2 separate regions of the Cyprinus carpio genome follow, and region 1 is linked to region 2. Evidence: chromatin contacts called from public Hi-C data. All regions are on one chromosome and are shown on one strand. Each heading gives the region's core, a stretch centred on a gene start, on an enhancer-like site or on the middle of the called end of the contact. The rest is flanking DNA. Distances are from core to core; before and after follow the strand shown.

Region 1 (3,733 bases), core at 1,195-3,694, 120 kb after region 2:
GAACGTAAACAAGGAAACAAAATTAATGAAATAAATATCACATACAATCTCTTAAATTAAGTTTTTTTTTTTTTTTTTTTTTACTCATTTACAATAAAATAAAGTGAAGTTACAAAAAAAGAGACCAAACAAAAATATATATTACTGTGAAAAGAACATACACTCCACTTTATGTAGATTAATAATGGCGATCATAATTTAAACATAATAAAAGAATATAGATCTATTGCTTCATCATACTCGATAAATACAGTATGGACAATTAACAATGTAGCCTATACTTTTCACAAGATAAAATAAATAAGTTAAATAGTTCATAGCCAGTTAAGCACTGCTATGTAATCACTCGTATCAGCGAAAAAAAAAAAAAAAAAAGAAAAAGAAAAAAAAAAGAAATAGATATATTCAACCATCAGCAGTGATTTCCCAACAAGCCAAACGAGAGAGCTTCAAACTGCACAAACCAACCAAACCACTGGGTGGCGTCGCGATACTGGATAACTTTTGGAATGGATGTACATACTTTGAAAACTAGTATACTTTTCGTCAAGGCATATTCTTGGCAAGGATGAAGGAAAATCTGAAACCGCTCTGTCTTTCACGTTCACAAGTCTTTTGTACAAAAATCTGGAAAGTAGGTGGTCCAAAAAGACCAAGAGAATGCAACAAACTGCACCGGTGGAATGCCTTCAAAGCAGTTCAAACAGACTAATGCCATGTCGAGAGTCTGACAAAAACAAATCCATCTCCCTCGAGATTAAAAAGTCTATTGCTCAACTACGTATCTAAACGGGAGACTCCTCCGCTATCGAGTCCACAGCAACAGCAACTAAAGCGGATCAATCATCGGAAATCGACAGCCTGCTGAAGATGGGCAAACGCCTCCCGCCGTCCAGACTGGGAGACTCGGAGCCGCTGAGACTTCCGGAGGAGCTGAGCGAGCCGCTGGCGTAGCTCTCCCGGTCAGAGATGCTGTCGGGCGGGCTGGGGGGCGAGTCGAACACCGGCGACTCTGACAGGCGCTGGAGGGACTGCAAGTGGCCGAGGCCGTCGCCCATGTTGACCTGAAGGTTTGCGTAATAACCGTTGTGCGTGTGCACGGCCAGCGGCGCGAGCAGGGCTTTAAGGTCTTGGCCGGTGAAAGAGAAGGCACTGTTTCCGAGGCACCGAGCGTCTTCGTAGAAGCTCGCGGCGCAGGAGGAGCCGCTGGAGGGAGGCGGAGTGCGCGACGTGGGGCTCTCGAGAAGGGGCGAGTCGAGTCCGTGGTGGTGGTGGTGGCTGGAGAAACCCGAGAAGCTGAGGCTGTGGTGGAGTTTCGGTCGGTGCTGGTGCTGCTGTCCGTAGCCGCTCACCGGCTCGCAGCGAGCGGGCTTGGCGGACTCTCCCTGCACGCTGTTGGCGTTGCTCGGCGCCGGTCTGCGCTCGTCGGCGTTGTGGATGAAGTGGCACCGCGGACCGTATGGGCAGAAGCCGATGGTGTGGAAAGTGCGACAGGGCTCGGTTTTGTACTTGGGGTGGCGAGACAGGCTTCTCAGCTCGTGGTAGCCGTGCGCAAACTGGCACTTCTCGCCGTACTTGCAAGCGCCGTTCTCCTCGAAGGGCCTGCAGAGCTCCGTCTTGTAGCGGGTGGAGTTGATCTGCGAGCCCGGCTTCTGCTGCAGCTGCTGGGCGTTCTCGCTGTAGGCGCGGTCGCGGAACTTGTTCTCCTTGTTCATGATGGCGTTCTCCTTCATGCTGCTGTAGGGACTGGCGGGGTACTTGTTGCCGTTTGTCATGGACTCCATGTTGCTGGTGGAGTTTCGACGGAAGAATCCTGACGCGTACGAGTTGCAGTTGTTGGCGCTGCTGCTGGAGGTCGTTACCGGGGCCCCGACTGCTTTCTTATCCAGCATACTGTTAATGTGAATGGCGTTCATGTTCAGGCTCTTCTCCTGCTGTGCAGAGGGGAGAAAAAAGAAGTTAAAATCAATGCATAGTTGCAAAACTATTTATGCCCTCGTTTCGGCCATGCATTAACTTTGTAAAGTCCCAGCAAAGATAAGAAGCAAGCTTGTTTGTTAAAACAGCAAAGTACCTTGTACAGCATGTCGATGTCGTAGAAAGCGGACAGGATGGTCGCAGACATTTCTGTTTCTTCAGAAGAAGACAGTAGCAGATGATTTCTCATTTGAGGACCGACTTGGAGCCTTTGGATGCGAAGGCGTTTAGTTTGCCTCTGGCTTAGAGTTTGTGCAAAAGATACGGAAAAGGCTAGTCTCAGATGTGCTCTGAAACTCGGAGAAGGAAAAGCTGGGTTCCTCGTTGCGTGCTTGTGTTGTTAGTCTTCTCCCACCGCGCAGTGCCGAGCCAGAACAGTAAAGAGTCTGCTTTGCTCTCCCGCACATATAAGCTTGAGGACAGCGCGTAGAGGAGGAACTTACTGCCAAAGTTGCCTCAAAGTTACGCCCTGCTTTTCAAGGTGGGACTGTGGATTTGATTGGTCGCTTTCTGCACCCTTCCTGTGCGCGCACTCACTCACTCACTCACAGACCCTCTCCAACACTGAACAACTTACAAGATGAACTCAGTGCAATCAACATACATTTCTAAAACAAGAAAAGTCAATAAATGCTTAAAAAAATAATATATAAATACTAATGCATTACTTTTTTCACGCATTTTAATTTTAGGACAACTTTGATCAAATGTTTTGATCCACTGAGGAGTGTGTGTGTGTGTTTGTGTGTGTGTGTGTGTGTGAGAGAGAGAGAGAGAGAGAGAGAGAGAGAGAGAGAGAGACTTCATGCGGGTCGAGGCTGGTCGCTCTGATATCAGTAAATGTTTAGTGGGTGAATACGATTGCATAATCGAGACCGAAAGGCCAAACTTTGAAGTTGTGCTAGATTTAATACACAGGGTGATAAACTATGACACTTATCTGCATGTTACGTTTTCCTCTGCTTATCTTTCCATGTATTACTAAAGTGCATTTTAGCCTAGAAATGCATTTAAAAAAATACAAAATAAAAATATTTCATCATTAATTATTGTTTGCATTGTATCATTAATTAAAAAAAAAAAAAAAGAAAAAAAAAAATATATATATATATATATATATATATATATATATATATATATATAGACATATGAAACCTAAAAGTTTCAACAAGCTGAAACAAAGTAAAAATCAAATCCTTCAAGAAACTCAAACTCTATTAAAAACGATACAACACTGCCCCCTAACGGTCTCAATGCATATCGTTGAAAAAAGGGCTTGGGCGCCACCTACAGGCAAAAAAAATAACAAGCCGAAAAAATATTTCACTTCACATTTCCACTTTTTTCTCCTTCAGTTCCCATTGCATATCTCAGCAGTACTCTTTTATTACAATTCAGTTTTTATGGTTTCAGTGAAGCACATTTACACATAAAAAAAAAAACCCCTAATCCTGGTGAGGAGAACGGTATGTATTATTTTACCCACCCTGTGTGTGTGTGTGTGTGTGTGTGTGAGGAATAGGCTGCTGACATTCCAAAACATTACATCATTTTACAGTAAAAGGGAAGATTGCTACTACAGCCCCTGAAGGCAGCCCAGCTGTCTACTTAGCAAACGGACACTAGACTGTTTTGCTCAGATTGCATAACATACACAGGAGGAGCAACCAAAGAATTTCTTTAACTATAAACAGTTAAGCTATGCATTAAAAAAAATTCAACAGCTTGCTCAAATACCACAAGGTGTGATATTGAA
Region 2 (3,281 bases), core at 754-3,253:
GCCCTTCTCTCCGCAGGGTTGACCCACTCCACCCTGAAGGTCTACGTGGCGCCCATTGCGACCTACCGCGCCCCTCTCGGTGGCCAGTCAGTGGGCAGACACCCTCTGGTTACACGTTTCCTCTGCGGTGCGCTGAGGCTAAGGCCCTTCGCCAGTAGAAGCTTAGGCTAAGCGGTGGATTAGGATGCTATCCTGAAGCCTCGAGTCCTCTGATCTCCCCTCTCTTGGGGGTCAAGTCTCACTCCTCTGAAGTTTGGCCATTGGACGGGTTGTCCCGATTACTGTCAGGGTCCTGACTCCTTCTCTTGCTTTAGCTGTGCAGTTTCCCACACTAGGCAGAGATTTGTAAGTCTGGCGGCGTGGGCATTCTCGTTCCCCAAAGCGTCACCGACGCAGCTCGAGTTCCTGAAGAGGAACGTCTAAGGTTACGTATGTAACCCTGGTTCCTCGAAGGAACGAGACACTGCGTCGCAGTGCCACACTTCCGGCATCTCTGGCCGGCGCTTGCTTCATCCTTGAGGCTGGATACCGGCTTCGCCGCTCGTGCTTTTATGCTTCCTGGTCTATGACGTCACCCGCCTATGACGTCTCGCCCATCCATTGGACTGATTACACACGTGATTCAGAGACGTCACGCTAGAGGCGTTCCCCAAAGCGTCACCGACGCAGCGTCTCGTTCCTTCGAGGAACCAGGGTTACATACGTAACCTTAGACGTTTTCCATTAAGTTCTAACAATATTTCACAATATAGTTTTTTAACTAAAACAGTTATTTTAAGTTCTAACAATATTTCACAATATAGTTTTTTAACTATATTTTTGACCAAATAAATGCAGCTTTAATTAGCATAATAGACTTCTGTATATATTATATTATATTATATTATAATATAAAAAAATATTATATTATATTATATTATATTATATTATATTAAAACATTTATCGATATAAAATCATTTCTATGTGAATATGGTAAACATTAAGTATCATTGTATTGCCATGTCATACCATCTGTACCATGGTAACACCACAGTAAGGGTTTGCCTGGAGTTTAAGACCACATATAGTTCAGTGTTACAAGGGTTTGTGGGTCAAACTCATCATTACTCCTAACCCCGTTTGACCCTCCACACATTTCACCTCTGTCTGTCACTATCAGCGGGTTTATTTGTTTTGGTGTTTTCCGTGTGTTCAGCAATCAGCATTGCTGCTGTGGTTGCTGATTGCTGTGTGTTAATGAGGTCAAGGTGGCAAACCCTGTTCTGTATGTGTGACATAAACAAATATAGTTACAATGGAAGGATTTATACAAGTCTTTCCTCCGCCTCACATACACACACAGCCTACAATGAAATAGCAATCCTCCAAATGTCTCAGTTTGACTAATGCATCCTATCACTCATGTTTGTTTATGGTTTAATGATTAATGGTTCATAGGGGTGACATATCTTGCTTGCATAAGTTCCTCAAAACATCACGTTGATGCTTTCCAGGTTCACTTAGGACATGTATTACTCAAATATCTGTATCTAGATACGAGCCCCATTGCGCCTTCTCGTTTAGAGTTGCGTCAACTGTTGATTTGTCTCCTTCTTTTGCCTCATGATGCATAACAGAGCCCCCTAAATGACTCCAAAGAGGTTTTGATGTGTACTTTCAGATTTTTTAAGAATTGCTTCTTGGACTACTACTACTATTCTGTTGATTAATCACTGGATGAGTGAATTTGACAGGTCAAACCACCACTAGATGGCACTCTGATACTACACGACTCTCCTAGAAAACTGTTGCTATTTCTAAACTCTTTAGCATTGAAACCTGACATGATGATTGAGCGATGAGCTCCCAGCCTGTTGCACCAACACAGTTTGGTGATCCTAGAATGGCAAGGTCAGGAACAAACAGTTCTTCTGGACTTTTAGTTCACTTTTGTGGATCTCAATAGCAAGAGGACAAACTCTGAGGCTCAGGACATTGTGAATGGAGATACAGTAGACTGTCAGTCACATTGCTTAGCAAATAATCATTCTTTAATGGGCTATTTCAACTTAGTGCTGAGCATATAGTCATTTAGGCCAATTATAGCCCTCGACTGCCTGCTGTTAAGCAATTAGAGCGGTGAGCGACAGTGTAGCAGTGTAGCATTGAATGCTTAGTGTAGCCTGCTAAGACTTGACTCTTTTTTTTTCTTTCTTTTTCTTTCTTTCTTTCTTTCTTTCTTTCTTTCTTTCTTTCTTTCTTTCTTTCTTTCTTTCTTTCTTTCTTTCTTTCTTTCTTTCTTTCTTTCTTTCTATATTTCTTATCCTTTTCTTTCTCTAAATTAATTGCCATTTAGAATAATTTCTTCCAAAAGTAATGTATGGAAAAATGACGTGAGGACAAAACTCCAACAGAAAACTTACATGTTATTATTTTGGCAGTGATAATACATTTTTCAAACTGACTGCTGACTGGCACACTGATCCATCTCTCCCACCTCCATTAAAAGCATTCGCTCTTCTTTGTCTGTTGCTTGCGGTGGGAATTCTGTGTAGTGGCGCTGGAAACTGTGTGTGTGGTGGGATTTCTTCTCCTAACTGGAAATGAGCCATTCTGTTGCTGGGGCTGAAGGCCGTTGGACTGGAATTCTGTTCACTTGAAGTGGGGAAAAGAGGAATGGTGTCCCTGACCACAAGATTGCCAGGATATGGCTGCTTTGAATCTTGTAATAGGAATCAGAGACACAAGTGCCCTTCAGTTCCTTTACGCATGCAAACCACTTGAGCTTGCACACCGTATGTTAATCTTATTTCAGCAACACATTGTGAGCTTTCATCTCTGATGTGCATTATAAAACCAAATGATTGCTATACTAAATGCACGTCCTTAATGGTTTCATTATGTTTTTGTATGTGTGAAGTATTAATAACAGGTTACTAGCAGTCTCTGTGAAAATCAAAACATTGTTCTGTTTTTTTAACATTATAACTTGTCCAACACAGCAATACTGGCTCGATCAATTGTGTGAGTTTGGGGGGTTGGGGGTGTATCTGTTTTTATGGCCAATGGAAGACAGCATTCCCAGAAATTGCATTCACCTTTCAATGCTCCATCTATAATAATTTGTTTAAAAACATATATAGTGTGCACAACACTGCTGTCACTGTTTGACATGTCATGTCAGCTGCTCATCTTCATCACCTTTACTCATCCTCAGTTTAACAGTGCTGGCTAGGCATGACTCTGCAGAGCGGCTCTGCTCAGGGTCAGAAGATATTACAGCTTCTCCAGTTAGCAATCT

What was found. Hi-C and Micro-C count contacts between places; a contact is called where the count stands out from the background.
Region 1: a contact with region 2 is called in a Hi-C map of skeletal muscle, with 4 times the contacts expected there. The contact joins the promoter of LOC109076348 here to the enhancer-like site in region 2. A contact is called at or near these places in 4 of 8 Hi-C or Micro-C datasets (liver and skeletal muscle).

What each region holds. Positions count from the first base shown.
Region 1 is chrB13:9,421,898-9,425,630 of ASM1834038v1, forward strand. It overlaps LOC109076348 (mRNA decay activator protein ZFP36L2-like), which reads right to left and starts at 2,445. Exons shown (of 2, transcript XM_042736375.1): 1 at 2,075-2,445; 2 at 1-1,931. The coding sequence starts at 2,167. The coding sequence ends at 840.
Region 2 is chrB13:9,305,383-9,308,663 of ASM1834038v1, forward strand. No RefSeq gene overlaps it. Among protein-coding and RNA genes, the nearest start is that of trnai-uau, 81 kb to the left of the region's middle. Within about 2 kb of position 2,004, at least 1 of the 8 cell types and tissues checked has an H3K27ac peak or open chromatin away from gene starts, as enhancers often do. A contact at or near this core is called in skeletal muscle, where this site is marked.